4 separate regions of the Hordeum vulgare genome follow, and all the other regions are linked to region 1. The links are chromatin contacts, called in public Hi-C and HiChIP or PLAC-seq maps. All regions are on one chromosome and are shown on one strand. The core of a region is the stretch at or near the end of the contact, and the rest is flanking DNA. Distances in the headings are between cores, read along the strand shown. Region 1 holds the start of LOC123426768 (ultraviolet-B receptor UVR8-like). Region 2 has its middle 130 kb from the start of LOC123426769. Region 3 has its middle 160 kb from the start of LOC123426769. Region 4 holds the start of LOC123426767 (acyl-coenzyme A thioesterase 13-like).

What was found. A called contact is a pair of places that touch in the nucleus more often than the background predicts. HiChIP or PLAC-seq counts read pairs in DNA pulled down with a chosen protein or histone mark.
Region 2: a Hi-C map of leaf shows a contact between it and region 1, with 5 times the contacts expected there. The contact joins the enhancer-like site here to the promoter of LOC123426768 in region 1. A contact is called at or near these places in 3 of 6 Hi-C or Micro-C datasets (leaf and seedling) and 1 of 1 datasets of contacts at active chromatin or transcription factors (embryo).
Region 3: a Hi-C map of seedling shows a contact between it and region 1, with 2.7 times the contacts expected there. The contact joins the enhancer-like site here to the promoter of LOC123426768 in region 1. A contact is called at or near these places in 1 of 6 Hi-C or Micro-C datasets (seedling) and 1 of 1 datasets of contacts at active chromatin or transcription factors (embryo).
Region 4: a contact with region 1 is called in an H3K4me3 HiChIP or PLAC-seq map of embryo, with 2.6 times the contacts expected there. The contact joins the promoter of LOC123426767 here to the promoter of LOC123426768 in region 1. A contact is called at or near these places in 3 of 6 Hi-C or Micro-C datasets (leaf and seedling) and 1 of 1 datasets of contacts at active chromatin or transcription factors (embryo).

Annotation. Positions count from the first base shown.
Region 1 is chr2H:483,147,975-483,151,237 of MorexV3_pseudomolecules_assembly, reverse strand. LOC123426768 (ultraviolet-B receptor UVR8-like) reads left to right here and starts at 1,667. Exons shown (of 11, transcript XM_045110649.1): 1 at 1,667-2,354; 2 at 2,540-2,873; 3 at 3,045-3,126. The coding sequence starts at 2,264.
Region 2 is chr2H:483,372,678-483,375,940 of MorexV3_pseudomolecules_assembly, reverse strand. No RefSeq gene overlaps it. Among protein-coding and RNA genes, the nearest start is that of LOC123426769, 130 kb to the left of the region's middle. Within about 2 kb of position 1,685, at least 2 of the 3 cell types and tissues checked have open chromatin away from gene starts, as enhancers often do. A contact at or near this core is called in leaf, where this site is marked.
Region 3 is chr2H:483,344,825-483,348,087 of MorexV3_pseudomolecules_assembly, reverse strand. No RefSeq gene overlaps it. Among protein-coding and RNA genes, the nearest start is that of LOC123426769, 160 kb to the left of the region's middle. Within about 2 kb of position 1,792, at least 3 of the 3 cell types and tissues checked have open chromatin away from gene starts, as enhancers often do. A contact at or near this core is called in seedling, where this site is marked.
Region 4 is chr2H:482,972,815-482,976,077 of MorexV3_pseudomolecules_assembly, reverse strand. LOC123426767 (acyl-coenzyme A thioesterase 13-like) reads right to left here and starts at 1,627. Exons shown (of 3, transcript XM_045110648.1): 1 at 1,363-1,627; 2 at 1,098-1,241. The coding sequence starts at 1,524.

The sequences.
Region 1 (3,263 bases), core at 418-2,917:
TTTACAAAAAAATCCATGTCGTTTGGCTGAATAAACCCGCAGTCCATTGTTTATAGTTGAAAAACGTTTCGTTTTTACAAAATCCCCCCTCCCCGCGGTCAACGTCTTCCTATCCTATCCAGAGACCACGCACGCCCACCGCTGGCATCTCAGCTCGGGCACGAGGAGGCGGGGTCGAGGAGGGGGCGCGCAGGCGCGAGGAGATGGGGGCGAGGATGTGCAGGAGGAGCCGAGGAGGCGAGGGAGCTCCCAGCCGGTCGTCGGCTTTGGCGAGGAGGCGACCAGCCGGCCGTCGGCTTCGGCGAGGAGGCGAGGGAGCTCGGGGAGCTCGGCTCAGCCTTGTCGCCGGTGACGTGAGGCCGAGGGGGCGGGGTCAAGTATGCGTAGGAGGACGTCGGTCGCCTGCTTCCGACGAGGACGCAAGGGAGCTCAGCCCTGTCACCGGTGACGCGAGGCCGAGGAGGTCACCCATCCGTGCAAGCACCGCAATCGGCCTGTCGTGCTCCTCATCCCCCAATCAGGCGGAGTCCTTGGAGTGGCACCATGACAGGAACCGCAACAGTCTCCTGCCCGAATCACTCCTCTCGCACACTCCACTTTGTGAGCTCCAAGCCAGAGACCGCGTAGGGGAGCGAGATCTAGGCTCGAAGCCCCGCGGCAAGGCGCCGTGGGAGGGTGGACTGCACACGACGACCACGCCGATCCGGAGCCTGAAGCCTGGGCGCAGATCCGCACGGCCACATAAAGCAGCTGCCGGCCACCGTTGCCACGCCTCCGCCACAAACCCAGCCGCCGGTCACCGTTGCCACGCCTCCGCCACAAACCCAGCCGCCACATGTGCAGGCCCGACCAATCTCATTAGCCATCCATCTAATTCCTTCAGCGATGTGGCAGAGAAGTCGCCCCCATGTGCACCCGCTTTCTTCTGGAGTGCACCATTTGGACAATCCAATTTCCAAGTGGACTAGAGCACCTCACGCTCCCGTGGGTGTGTGTGTGGCTGGAGCACGAAGAAGAGAAAGGAGAGCAGGGCCTGGAAGAATGGTGATGCGGATAAGGTCCATGCGGTGGGAGATAGCTTAGTGTGGAATGCTTTTTTAATTGGCTGCACCGACCAAAAGCTACTAGATGTTGTTATACGTGCTAGCACCGAGCATGTGTGCTTTTTAAGATAAGGAGTGTTGTAAACTCTTCTTGCACTAAAAAAATTATGCTTTTAAATATGTTCATGCTTTTATTAAAAAAATTCAAATTTTCTGAAAAAACGTTCTAACTTTTTTAAAAGACCATTTAAATTAATCACAATGTTTCAAAAATTCTATTTCAGAAAAACATGTGTTCCAAAAAATGTTATTTTCACAACATGTCTCAGTTCTAAAATTATTAATGATGGTTATTAAAACTATATATAATAAATGACGCATACTAACACATGAAATAGGTTTTATGATATTTTTTGCCCGTTGCAACGCACGGGTATTTGTACTAGTTTTTTAAAAAAGAAAAGAAAAAAAGGCAAACCTGGCACGCACGATACATACAACGTACCCGTACGGCGATGATCCAGACGCAACCGTATCCATCTGATTTGGAAGCCGAGAGAAAAAGGCAGGGGTTGGTGCGCAGCGAGTTTAAAATTCAGATAAGCCGGGGAAGGCGACGTCGCGCGCTCTCGTCTCTTCACTCGCCGGGGCCGAACGAGTGGTCCTCCTCCACCTCCACCTCCGCCTCCGTCTCCATTCCCCAAACCCCCAACCTCTCGCAGAGCAGACCCACCCGCTGCAGGCCTGGACCACCACCGGTCACGAGGCCACGCGTCAGCGAAACACCCGCCCGCTCTCCGGCCAAGAAGCAAAGGGAGGCGGTCGTCGTCCACCTTTGCCGCCCTTAATGACGCGCGGTAATCCATCTCGCCGAGCTTCTACTACTACAGTCACCGGAGCGCGCTGTGAAGCGTCACATGGGATGGGCTTGTACGTACGCTAGCTAGCACATTTATTACGGCAGTCGGCAGGTCGCCCATCCCATCCCATCCCGTCCCACCGCGGCCGCCGTCCCTTCTCGCCTTCGCCTCCGGGTCCCGGCCCGCTTTAAACCCGCCCCTGGCCTCCCTGGCTCCCTCCCTCCCTAGCCATCGCCATTCTTGGTGTCGCTTAGCATAATCATTACCGATAATTATTGGCGGCCTCCCAGATATTTTCATCCGCTCACTTGAGTTCACCCCTCTCGGGTGGCCGCGAGAGCCCAGATCGGCGATCGGCAGATGGACGCGGCCCTATCCGCCGTCGCCGACGAAGCGCCGCCCGCTGTCGTCCTCGTCTCCGCCGGTGCCAGCCACTCCGTCGCCCTCCTCGGTAAGTCGAACGGACCGTTTTCTTTCTTTCTTTCTTTCTTTCTTTCCGGGCATGGGGAGCATTTCGTCGAGCGTCGTCTCGGCGCGCACAGGGCGGGGATTCTTTCCAGGTCCAGGTGTTAGTGTGGATCGTGGTGCTGACGGGTCCGTGCCGTGGCGGCGGCGGCGGCGGCTTGTGCTTTGCAGCGGGCAATGTGCTGTGCACGTGGGGCAGGGGAGAGGACGGGCAGCTCGGCCACGGGGACGCGGAGGACCGGCTCGTGCCGACGGTGATCAGCGGCTTCGACGCGCCGGGGATCACGTCCGTCATCTGCGGGGCGGACCACACCACCGCCTACTCCGAGGACGAGCACCAGGTCTACAGCTGGGGGTGGGGGGATTTCGGGAGGCTCGGCCACGGCAACTCCACCGACGTCTTCACGCCCCAGCCGGTCAAGGCGCTGCAGGGGATCAAGATCAAGCAGCTAGCCTGTGGGGATAGCCACTGCCTGGCCGTCACCATGGCCGGTGAAGTGCTCAGGTAAGACGGCTAGCAACAGTATGTACCAGCCGCCTTTCAAAACATGGAAAAGATACTATGTGTTGCTGAGAGGACTTTTCGGCAATTGATAAGATACCTGCACTGCATTGCTCTTGCTGATCTTCGAGTGACTGTTACTTAGTCTGAACTTCTGATACATGCTTGTTTTAGTTGGGGGCGTAACCAAAATGGCCAGCTTGGTCTTGGAACTACTGAAGATTCGCTGCTCCCACAAACGATTCAAGCTTTTGAGGTGCAATATTCTTCTTATGTGCTATTTTTAGATAGCAGATGCAAATATATGGTACAAGAAAAATAATAATCTAGTGTCATCTTCTTTGATATTTGTCCATGACAACAATCTTTTGATCGCATTTTGTTACGGTAGGG
Region 2 (3,263 bases), core at 436-2,935, 220 kb before region 1:
CACTATCAGCTTCACGAGGATCTTATGGAGCACCATTGGGAGAGATATGGGCAGTAATTTCTACCATTTTTCATTCATTTCATTTAATTCATGTGGGATTTTCACCATTGTTGTATTCCAAACTATTTTTGTATTAAACTATTACCTTATTTCGGAGATTTGAATAATTATTGTAATCTAAATAATTGTTGTATTATGATTTGAATATTTAATTATATATATATTAGTCAATTTCAGCAAATATCACGTTTTTTACGGGCTGGTGAGAGCCGCGGCAGAATAGAACTCGCATCACAAAGTTGTAAAACAAAATATTTTAATTTACAATTTTGTGACACGGGTTCTATTTTACCACGACCTTGGACAACCCGTAAAAAATGTTTTTCGTGAACTGTAAATGTGTGATACCGTTCTATGATATACGGGTCGGCTAGAGTTGATAAGAGCAACTCTAGCAAACCCCGTAAAAGACCGACCTGCAAAATGGGTTTACAGGTCGCTGTAGAGCAATTTTGTGGAGCTATTTCGTGCGTCAAAGATCAGACCTCGTTTATGAAATTATAAAATTTTAAGAAAAGGTTCGCGGGAAGCAACTACTACATCATTCATCAAACTACACCATCGGTCTTCATCAAACTACATTAGTTCTTCATCAAACTACATAATTTTTTCATACTACTACTAGGTAGGGGGGATCTCGGGCCATGCAGCATACCCGAGCCAATGCTACCAAAAATGATGTATGCGGCGGCGACAACGCGACGGGGGAGCTAGAGAAGCTCAGTCGTCGTCAGAGTCAACGTCGATCCAGATCTTCTCCTGCTTGGACTTTAGGACGCGCAGGTCCGTCCTTGGACGCACTTGCATGCGACGCGGTGACCCCTTGTTCGAGGAAGATCTGTTTGATCTCGAGCTCGCGGCGTCCTCCGCTGCCTCCCTCACCGAGTGCTTCATGATGACGCGCATAAGGTGATCCTCCTGCCGGGGGGGGGGGGGTAGTCCTCCTGACCGACGACCCCTCCACGCAGCTGGCCGGCGTCGTGCTCGAGCTTGACGGCGAGCGGCCTGAGCTCCTCCGCCCTTCTCTTCACCAGAGTGATGGTCCGCGAGGACGAGGCGCGAGTGGACGAACTCCCAGCAGCAGAGGAGCCGGAGGAGCCGATGCGTCGAGCTACGAGCTCGCGCTCGTACTCCTCGAGCTCGTGGCGTTCGAAAAACGGCGGCGGCCGTAGTTCAGCAACCTCCGTGATCCCCGCTTGCGTGCTGCATCGGAGGTGCATCGGCGATGGCGCTCGGCGTCGTCCCCTCCATTTTCGTGGCCGTCCATGATCGAGACGGTCCGCTGGTGATTTTTTGTCTCGCCGGCGACGAAAAATTAGGACGGAGTGGGAGTTGAATCGCGGCGGAGCTGCAACAACGAAGGATAGGGTTTAATCCGTAAACGCGTAGTGAAACCGCATATATATAGGTTGGAGGGGTCTTTTTACGGGTCATGATAAAAAATTACGGATCGAATGTGTGATACGAGGTGTGTTGTGACCACCGAAACCGATCGAATCGGTATACTTGTTGAAATTTTTGTGCTAGAGATGAAGGGGATGGCGTAGCGTTCGCTCCATGAATGCGTGTGGTCATCATGGACCATACCCGCCCCATCTATTCTTCGCGGCGAAGGACGGCTTCATTTGCTCGGGGCCATGACCCGACCGCGACTGCTCCTAGCCGACCACTCCTACTATTCATTGCAGCGAGAGAACAAGTCATCTCATCAACGCTCCATCATGGTTTTTCATTTTCCTCGCAGATCACACATGCATTGTGTTTGGGCGTGCTACCGTGTAGAACGACGGACAGGGGGTGGCATCTCTGCGATGGAACCCTGCCTACCGTCTTTATGATGAGATGTCGTGAGATAGGAGGGAGTTCGATCGTCCTTGTGATCGACCAGCTTCGTGACACCTGTATAAACCAATTTGCAACAACAACAAAAAAGACACTTGCATAATCCAGGTTTCCTTCACATCTCATAATAATAATAGGGAATGCTCACCCGCCAAAAAAAAATGCAGGGACTGTACAAAAACTGACTCGAATTTTTAGGATTTCCTGGCGAACGTCCAGAATTGCCATATGAAAACAGGTAAAAGTGCCATGCTATTAGTACAGGATTTGTCATGCTCTAGAGCGAAAATTGCCACGTACTACAAAAAAAATGACAGAAAATTTGTTATGCAGCGCAGAGTAATTACTATACCTTCGAACGAGATCTGACAGTCCAACGAGCATTCACTTGGGATTGCTTAAAAATATGACGTTTGTTGGTTATAAAAATCATAATTGTACTATAGTTAGCTATAGTTTCTTCCCCTCTATTTTCTGCAAAATAGTTTCTTGCCCACAAACAGCGTGGATGTATAGCTAGCGGGTGTTGTGTTTGACCTGAATGATTTGGTATAATCTTTTCATTGTTAAATTCTCTGTCACTTCTCAATTTTTAACTCCTCGCTCCAGATGTATAATCAAGATCATGGTTTATTTTGAACCAATATCCCTTTGGTTCCATAATTCATGTCGTTGTTTTAGTTAAAATTTGAATTAAAATCATGACAAGAATTATGGAACAAAGGGGGTAGAAATTGATTGATCGTATCTTGGAATAAAAAGCATGCAGAGGTAAAGCATGGAATAAAATTTGAAAAGAATGGCAATTCTTTTAGTAGAATAGAATTAGAGAATTAAACTATGGAAAAACCTACAAACAAGAAATCTCTTTGTTGTTTCAGACCACCGTCAATTTCGAGCTACTTCCCAACATGATCCATCAGTTTAGGAGGGGTGACTAGACGGGCGACTGCGATGGCCCCCGCCGTCGTCGTTGGCCCTCGGCCCGGAGGACACAGGCGGGTGGGTGGCAGGTTTTGGGCGCTGGCGGACGACGACGAGGCTGATGACGACGACGTCCACTAGTCGGAGGTGACCTCGCCGACGCCATCGGACTTGATCTGCGAGTTCATTCAGGTAGGTTACTCCGAGGAACAGGTTGCAAAATGCATCGACGGCGTCGTTCCTCCCAACAACTGCGCCTGGGATGGACTAGGCGATGATGGAGACGACATGGTGGAGGTCCTCCACTAGATCGTACATCGGCGAACGTCGGCATCCGCGGTACGGCCATGGAAAGGACCACTACCGAAGGAACGTTTGCCGACACTCACACTCGCAGATTTCATCGACACTTGGAAGAAGGTTCCGATCAGACGAAA
Region 3 (3,263 bases), core at 543-3,042, 200 kb before region 1:
AGGCTATAGATCTGCCATAATCTGATGTAGTTAAGAGAATATCTAATGGTCAACATTACTCGAATTTTCCACCTCACAATCATTGGATCAGCTTCATCCAATGTATACTGTGTAATATAATATTGAGAGTCATTTGTACACTATATAGCGGTATGGACATGCACAAAAACAATAAACTATGACCACAACTATATGCCTCGAAACTCATGTTGGAGGCGCGGCTGAACCTGTGTTGCACCATTGTAGCTCACATCAAAAAGTGACAGCATCGAGAAATCCAACTAGTTAAGTATCTGCAAATACATGTGAAAAAATAAATCACATTGAAGCACCACCCGCAATAGTAGACCGACGTGTAGTGGAAAGGATCGTCCCGAGCACGGCGTCGATTTTATGTCCAAGTTGCCCTACACTAAGTACTCTCTCCATCCCAATTTTTTTGTTTTAGGTTTGTTTAAAAATGAATGTATCAAAATACTAAAACGTGACTAGATACATTTATATTTAGAAAAATCTAAGACAAATATTTTAGAACGGAGGGAGTAGTATTTTTTGAATGATTCTAGCGATCTAGGTAGACAACCATGCTAATATCATGAGACCAAACCGGTGACCCTGCTCGCGAAGGCTCAAAGGAAGGAAGTTGTTGTCGAAAAAGAAGATGTTATCATCGACGATGCACATGAAACCACGTCGAGAGACAACACAAGTAACCAACTCAGTCGACTAAGAATGACCAGAACAAAAAATTCCAAGGCTCATCAATAACGCCACACCAAGCGCCATCAAGAAGTGCGATGATCTTTATTTAAGATGACACCATCATCATGGCCATCCAAAAAAATACTACTTCCTCCTGTTCAGTTTATAAGTTGGTCATGGATTTATAGGCCTTCAATTTAACTAGGAATATATATATATATATATATATATATATATATTATATTTATGATTCATTGTCAAATGCATTTCTAGCCATATAATTTTTGAAGCATATTATACATGTTTTGTTAGTCAAATCAAAGACCTAAAAACTCATGCCCAACTAATATATCGACCCGAAGGGGAGTGGGGCATTTTTGCTCTCGGGCTCCATGAAGATTGATTTTTTTGAGAAGTTCAAAACTTAACTTTTTAAGTTTCAAAAAATCTGAAAATAAATACACAAGTAGTTATGGATGCATACTAGATGTGTGTAAATTTTTTTATGAAATAAGTTTTGATGTGATATGCGCAAAAAAAAGCATGTACTTTCATAGTGAATAGTACATGTGCAAGAAATGCATGATTTCTCATTTTTTGTGTAGCTCGCATAAACATATATTTCTCCATGAAACTTTACAGACAAGTAGTATACATACATAGGTATGTGTGTGTGTCTTTTTTAAATCTAAAATTTATTATTTTTTTATTTTTTCATATTTCAGGCTCGAGAGCTCGAGCTCGATTGGCAATTTCTGCCTAGCAGAGGGACAAAAGGCTGAAAAGAGGATCCCTCTCTTCCGCCTCATGGCACCGGAGTGAGATTTCTTTTGCGGCTTGGTTTCTCCGTGAGACGCTCTATCATCACTCCACGAGTGGTAAGTATAGTACTACGTCGACGTAATTGCAGTGTAGCACAGCCGCGCATAAGTAGCCGAGGCGAGAAAGAATTCTTTGTTCACCTACCCAGACGGAGATCGGGCGGGCGGATGGGGACGGATCCGCGCGGCGCGCCCTACCAGCCGAGCGTGCGTGCCATGCCCATGGGCGAGCTGAACTCCCAACCAGCTAACTACCAAACGTCGTACTACATGCGTTAAAGCCGGTGGCCGGCCGGCTTTATCGCCGTGGCCTCCATTGAGCGAGAACGTGCGCTATGGACTCTATCGGTGCCTAAAAACCCTCCATGATTGATGCATGCACGAGCGCGACATGTCTGGAGCTGGAACGTGCATGCATCCGCGCTGGCCTGCTATTGCCTATTCTCCCTTCCTAAATACTCCTTCCACCTCAATTTTTTCTGTTTTAGATTTGTCTACAAATGGATGTATCAAAATTATAAAAACGTGATTAGATACATTCATTTCTAGATAAATCTAAGACAAAAAAAATTAAACAAAGAGAATATTTTTTTAGATATTTCATTAAAGGACTACATACGAAGCAAAATAAATAAATGTACAATCTAAATTATGTCTATATACATTCATATATAGATTTAGTAAAATCTTTAAAAAAACTTATATTTAGAAACGAAGGCAGTATTTTTCGTTGCAGCTGATCAGTGACGTGTTCGTTAGTGTTAAGCAGGGAAACATGATGTTTTTGTTTTCTTGTGGCAGTTACGTTAGTCGACAGGAGTAATTAAACGGCGTACGTCCGGGAAGTCTAGCTGCACGTACTATGATAGTGAGGGTTTCACCTAAATGTAGCGGCCCAGTACACCGAGGGTTCTAGCTCACTGCCTGTTCTAGCTAATTATCGGATCACTGATGTGTTGTATCAGGACGGTTTAGTCACGTCTCGTTATCGCTTGTATCGGCTCGGCAATCCTTGTCGTACTGTTTCACCCACCACAGTCTTAATTTTTCATTAACGTACTCACTAGACTAGTACCAAGCCAAGGGACACAGAGTTTCTCCTCCGGAGCTCAAATCAGCTTGATAAACAGTAAAATAAAAAAAAACAATATTAACAACTGTTTTAAACGCGTTCAATAATTCAGCATGAAGTAACTTTTCTATAAGGGGTGGCAAAAAAACAAAAAAATACTTTAAAAGCGTTTTTTAGAGCATCGGTTTTGTTTTTTCAACACGTCTTATAGGAAGGGAAAAACTAATGCTCTATCGGCTGATTGCACGAGAAGTTTCGTCACCTGCGTAGCCATTGGATCGCCCTTGATCCATGCAACCTTAAATGTGTTCATTCTTTTTTTTTGCTTACCACGTGTCTGTTTGTCGTATCTTGCAATAACAACGGTATTGCAAACCACGTCGGGGAACGACGATGGCAGTTTACACAAGTTTTGGCGACATCAGCTATGTTGCACAAAATATTTACAACAAAATCTCTGTTGCGAAAGATTTTGCGACAAGAATTTGTTGCAAAAAATATCCTGCAACACAACCGATGTTGCAAAAAAAATCCGCAACACAACTATGTGATAAAAAATCTACAGGTGTTTCCGAAACACGATCCTTGTTGCAGAAAATATTCTATAACAAATACTATTACGAAAAAATCTACAGCCGTTTTCGCAACATGCTCTCTGTTGCAAAAAA
Region 4 (3,263 bases), core at 378-2,877, 180 kb after region 1:
AAACAATTAGGAGTATCACAATGCCAAACTAAAAGATTGCACGTAATAATTAGTAATGAACAATATAACCAACATTTAAGATGGGAAAAAACCCACCAATAAAACAGAAATTGTATCACCATAGCATGAGTCATCTCAAAAAGACAAAAGCTTCTTAACTACTCTCTATATAAAAGGGCACTCCATTAGATTGCTATATGGTCACCATTAAGGAAAACTGAAGAATAAGTATTTAGAGCCTCCTAACTTCTGTCACCTATGAGCATACCTAATCATTCATGAACAAGTACAAAAATGTTGCATGGTTGTTATGCCAACACAATACACTCTACTGCTTATGCTCCAGGTCAAATCCTTATTATGAAAAAGAGGCAGCAAACAAGAATTTCTAACAACTCACACCAAGTTCAAAGTAATTGCCAAAACTAACCCCAGTTCAATCAAGTCTTCTTCCAAGTTCCAACAACTTGTTACCATCAGAAACTGGTTAGTTGTACATACGATACCAATGGAGGTACCACTGAGATCCCAGTCGACACCTAAGTGACACCTTCAGCTAGGCATAAAAATGTTCCTAACACCCAAGTCATGACAAGCATACCCAATTGCAACTTCCAGAACAATAGTCTAATTTTGACTTTCAACTGAAACTGCACTATAGTGTTGGAGTCAGCTGACCCAAACATTACGTAAAACGGATGGTAAGTTACTTATCAAAAAGTAATTAGTGTTGAACCAATGTAGTATATGATGCCCACATTAAAGAATTTTGGCTGGCTTCGCCCCTATCAGCAGGACGTAGTGTAATTACTAACACCAGATCCAATTCCTCGCCTAAGAAATAAGATGCGCCCTAAAGCGTTCTGAAATCTGAATAGAAACAACATGGTAGGAGCCTCATTGCGACTCAATTACTCCCCAAGTCCAATGCCCCAGCAAGTTCACAGGGCAGAATTCTAGCACGAATCGCACGTCAAATTTGACAGAATCAAAGTTTCATCACCAAAAATTTCATCCAGCATAAACTAAAATATGTTGATGACGAACAGGATCAGTGTCTGAAGCCTTAGTAAGGGAGAGAGAAATTGAAGTCTCACCCCGATGGCGGCGGTGTCGACGTAGGACACGCTGATCTCGAGGGAGACCCCGCTCGTGCCTACCCCGCTGGAGAAGAACACGGCCGAGCCCAACTGGTCTGCGAGCGATGCCGTGACGCCGCTGAGAAGGTACCCTTGGGGGCTCTGCAAACGAATCACCAAAATTCGAACCAAACACCACGCGCCGTCACGTCAGCGTGTGAAGACCGAAGGAGCAAGGAAGCTGGCGCTTGTGGTTTCAGCGGGGAGGGAGCGCGTGGCTTACGGCTATACGGGGGGTGACGACGAAGGAGCAGAGGACGCGGCCGTGCTCGGCGGCCTCGAGGCGGACGCCGCTGATGACGAAGGAGTCGTAAGGAGTGGAACCCGAGATGTCCGCGGGGGAAGCGGTGGGTTCGAGGGTCCGCCGCACCGCGTCCGGGTCCATGGCGCGGCGGTGGCGCTGGGGGCGGCGAGGAGGTCGCGGTCGCAGCCGGATCGAGTGGGGGTGTTTGGCGGGGCACGCAACACAAACACGAGTGGGTGGATACCCTGCGGTGTGCGAGCGTGGTTGGCTGGAAGCGCCTTGCTAGTCTGGCTCTGGCGGGTGAAGCTCCAGCTGACAAGCGGTCCCACGAAGTTGGTCTGCGAGGATATGTACAATGGTGCAGATGTCCATGATGCCAAAAAAAAATTGAGACGTCTAAATTGATATTTTTCTCTTCAATGTGAACTCTTACTAATGGACATCATCAAAGAAAAAGGACTCTGATACATATGTATCTCTATTTTCTATTTTAACTTTTTGTATAGAACCATGTTTTTTCTTCTGAAGCACTCGCCTTCTCCTAAGGATCACTTTAGACTGTCCGGACATATATTATGATCCTATATGACATACGGGACATCACCTTGGGGTGCATTGGTTATGCCGTGAGAGCAACCTGAACGAGATGACCCATTTCTTTCGTCCATGTTCGTTTGGGTCGCCGCGGACAAGAATGTCGGCCCAACGCGCCGACCTAAACCCAAAATGCGTCATTTTCGTGTCTGCGCCAAGGCATTTCTGAAATGAGTTGCCGCAGACATGAAGCGGATGCGTCGCGCGTTCCCTCGGTGTCTGTCGCGCCCCCACAAGTCAGCCGACCAACCACTGTATGCGGTCATAGTAAATGCGCCCACCTACTTCAGGCCCTCCTAGCAGTGGGTGGAACCGCCGCGTCGCCGTTCTTTTTTTAATGGACGCACGGGGGAGGGGGCTCATCCACTTCCATTGTCCGTCCAAATCTCTCCCCCCCCCACGCGTGGTCCCTCGCCGGTGACAACCAAACCCTAGTCATGGGGTTCTTCAATGCTTCCCACAAGAGCAAAGGGAAGATCACCCCTACGCATCCTCCTCCATCTCCACCGGCGCCTGCCCGCCCCGTGCAGCAGCGCGTGCATATTTCGATGCACGAGACGCGTTGGCACTTGTTGTACATGCAATCGGTGTCCTACCCGGACGTCACCCTACCGGACGACTGGCATCTCGATCCGCAACGAATCTCGATGTCGACGGTGCGGCGGACGCAGCGGGCACACACCAATGAGGTGCGCCGTTGTCGGGAGTTGCTCATGTCGGAACAACATCGGGTGCCGGCGTACGCTCTGGATTCTCCCAATTGGGAGAGGTGGTTCTCCCTCGAGCACGAGAAGCAACGCCGCCTCGGTGTTCAAGAGCACCACACCAACCCTCTACTGTTGGCTCGCCGCCCGTCGTCAGGCCGAAAGAGGAGGAGCGGGAGGAGGCTGTATACCAGGAGGCGCTGGCGACGGCCATGCATATCTCCATTAAGGAGCGGCGCAAGGCGGAGGCAGAGGAGGTAGACTACCAGGTGAGGTCGGCGGAGGCCCTCACCCTTTATGCGGTCGATGACTACATCGTGCCACCTTTGCCGCCGAGGCCCACTCCACCGACGCCTAAGGCCGAGCCACCACCGATGAAGTCGACGCAACGCTACGTATGAACCAAACAGGTACGTGAGTGGGTCCGTGCGCCCCATGTTTGGCTCGACGCGATGCCGGCGCAGGCGACCGCCTACCTCGAGCGCTGGAGGCAGCATGCATTAGCGGACAAACGCGCTGACGGCGAGAGGCTCATGAAGTTGGAGCGCAAGCAGGAGGAGCGCCACAAGAAGAAGGAGGAGC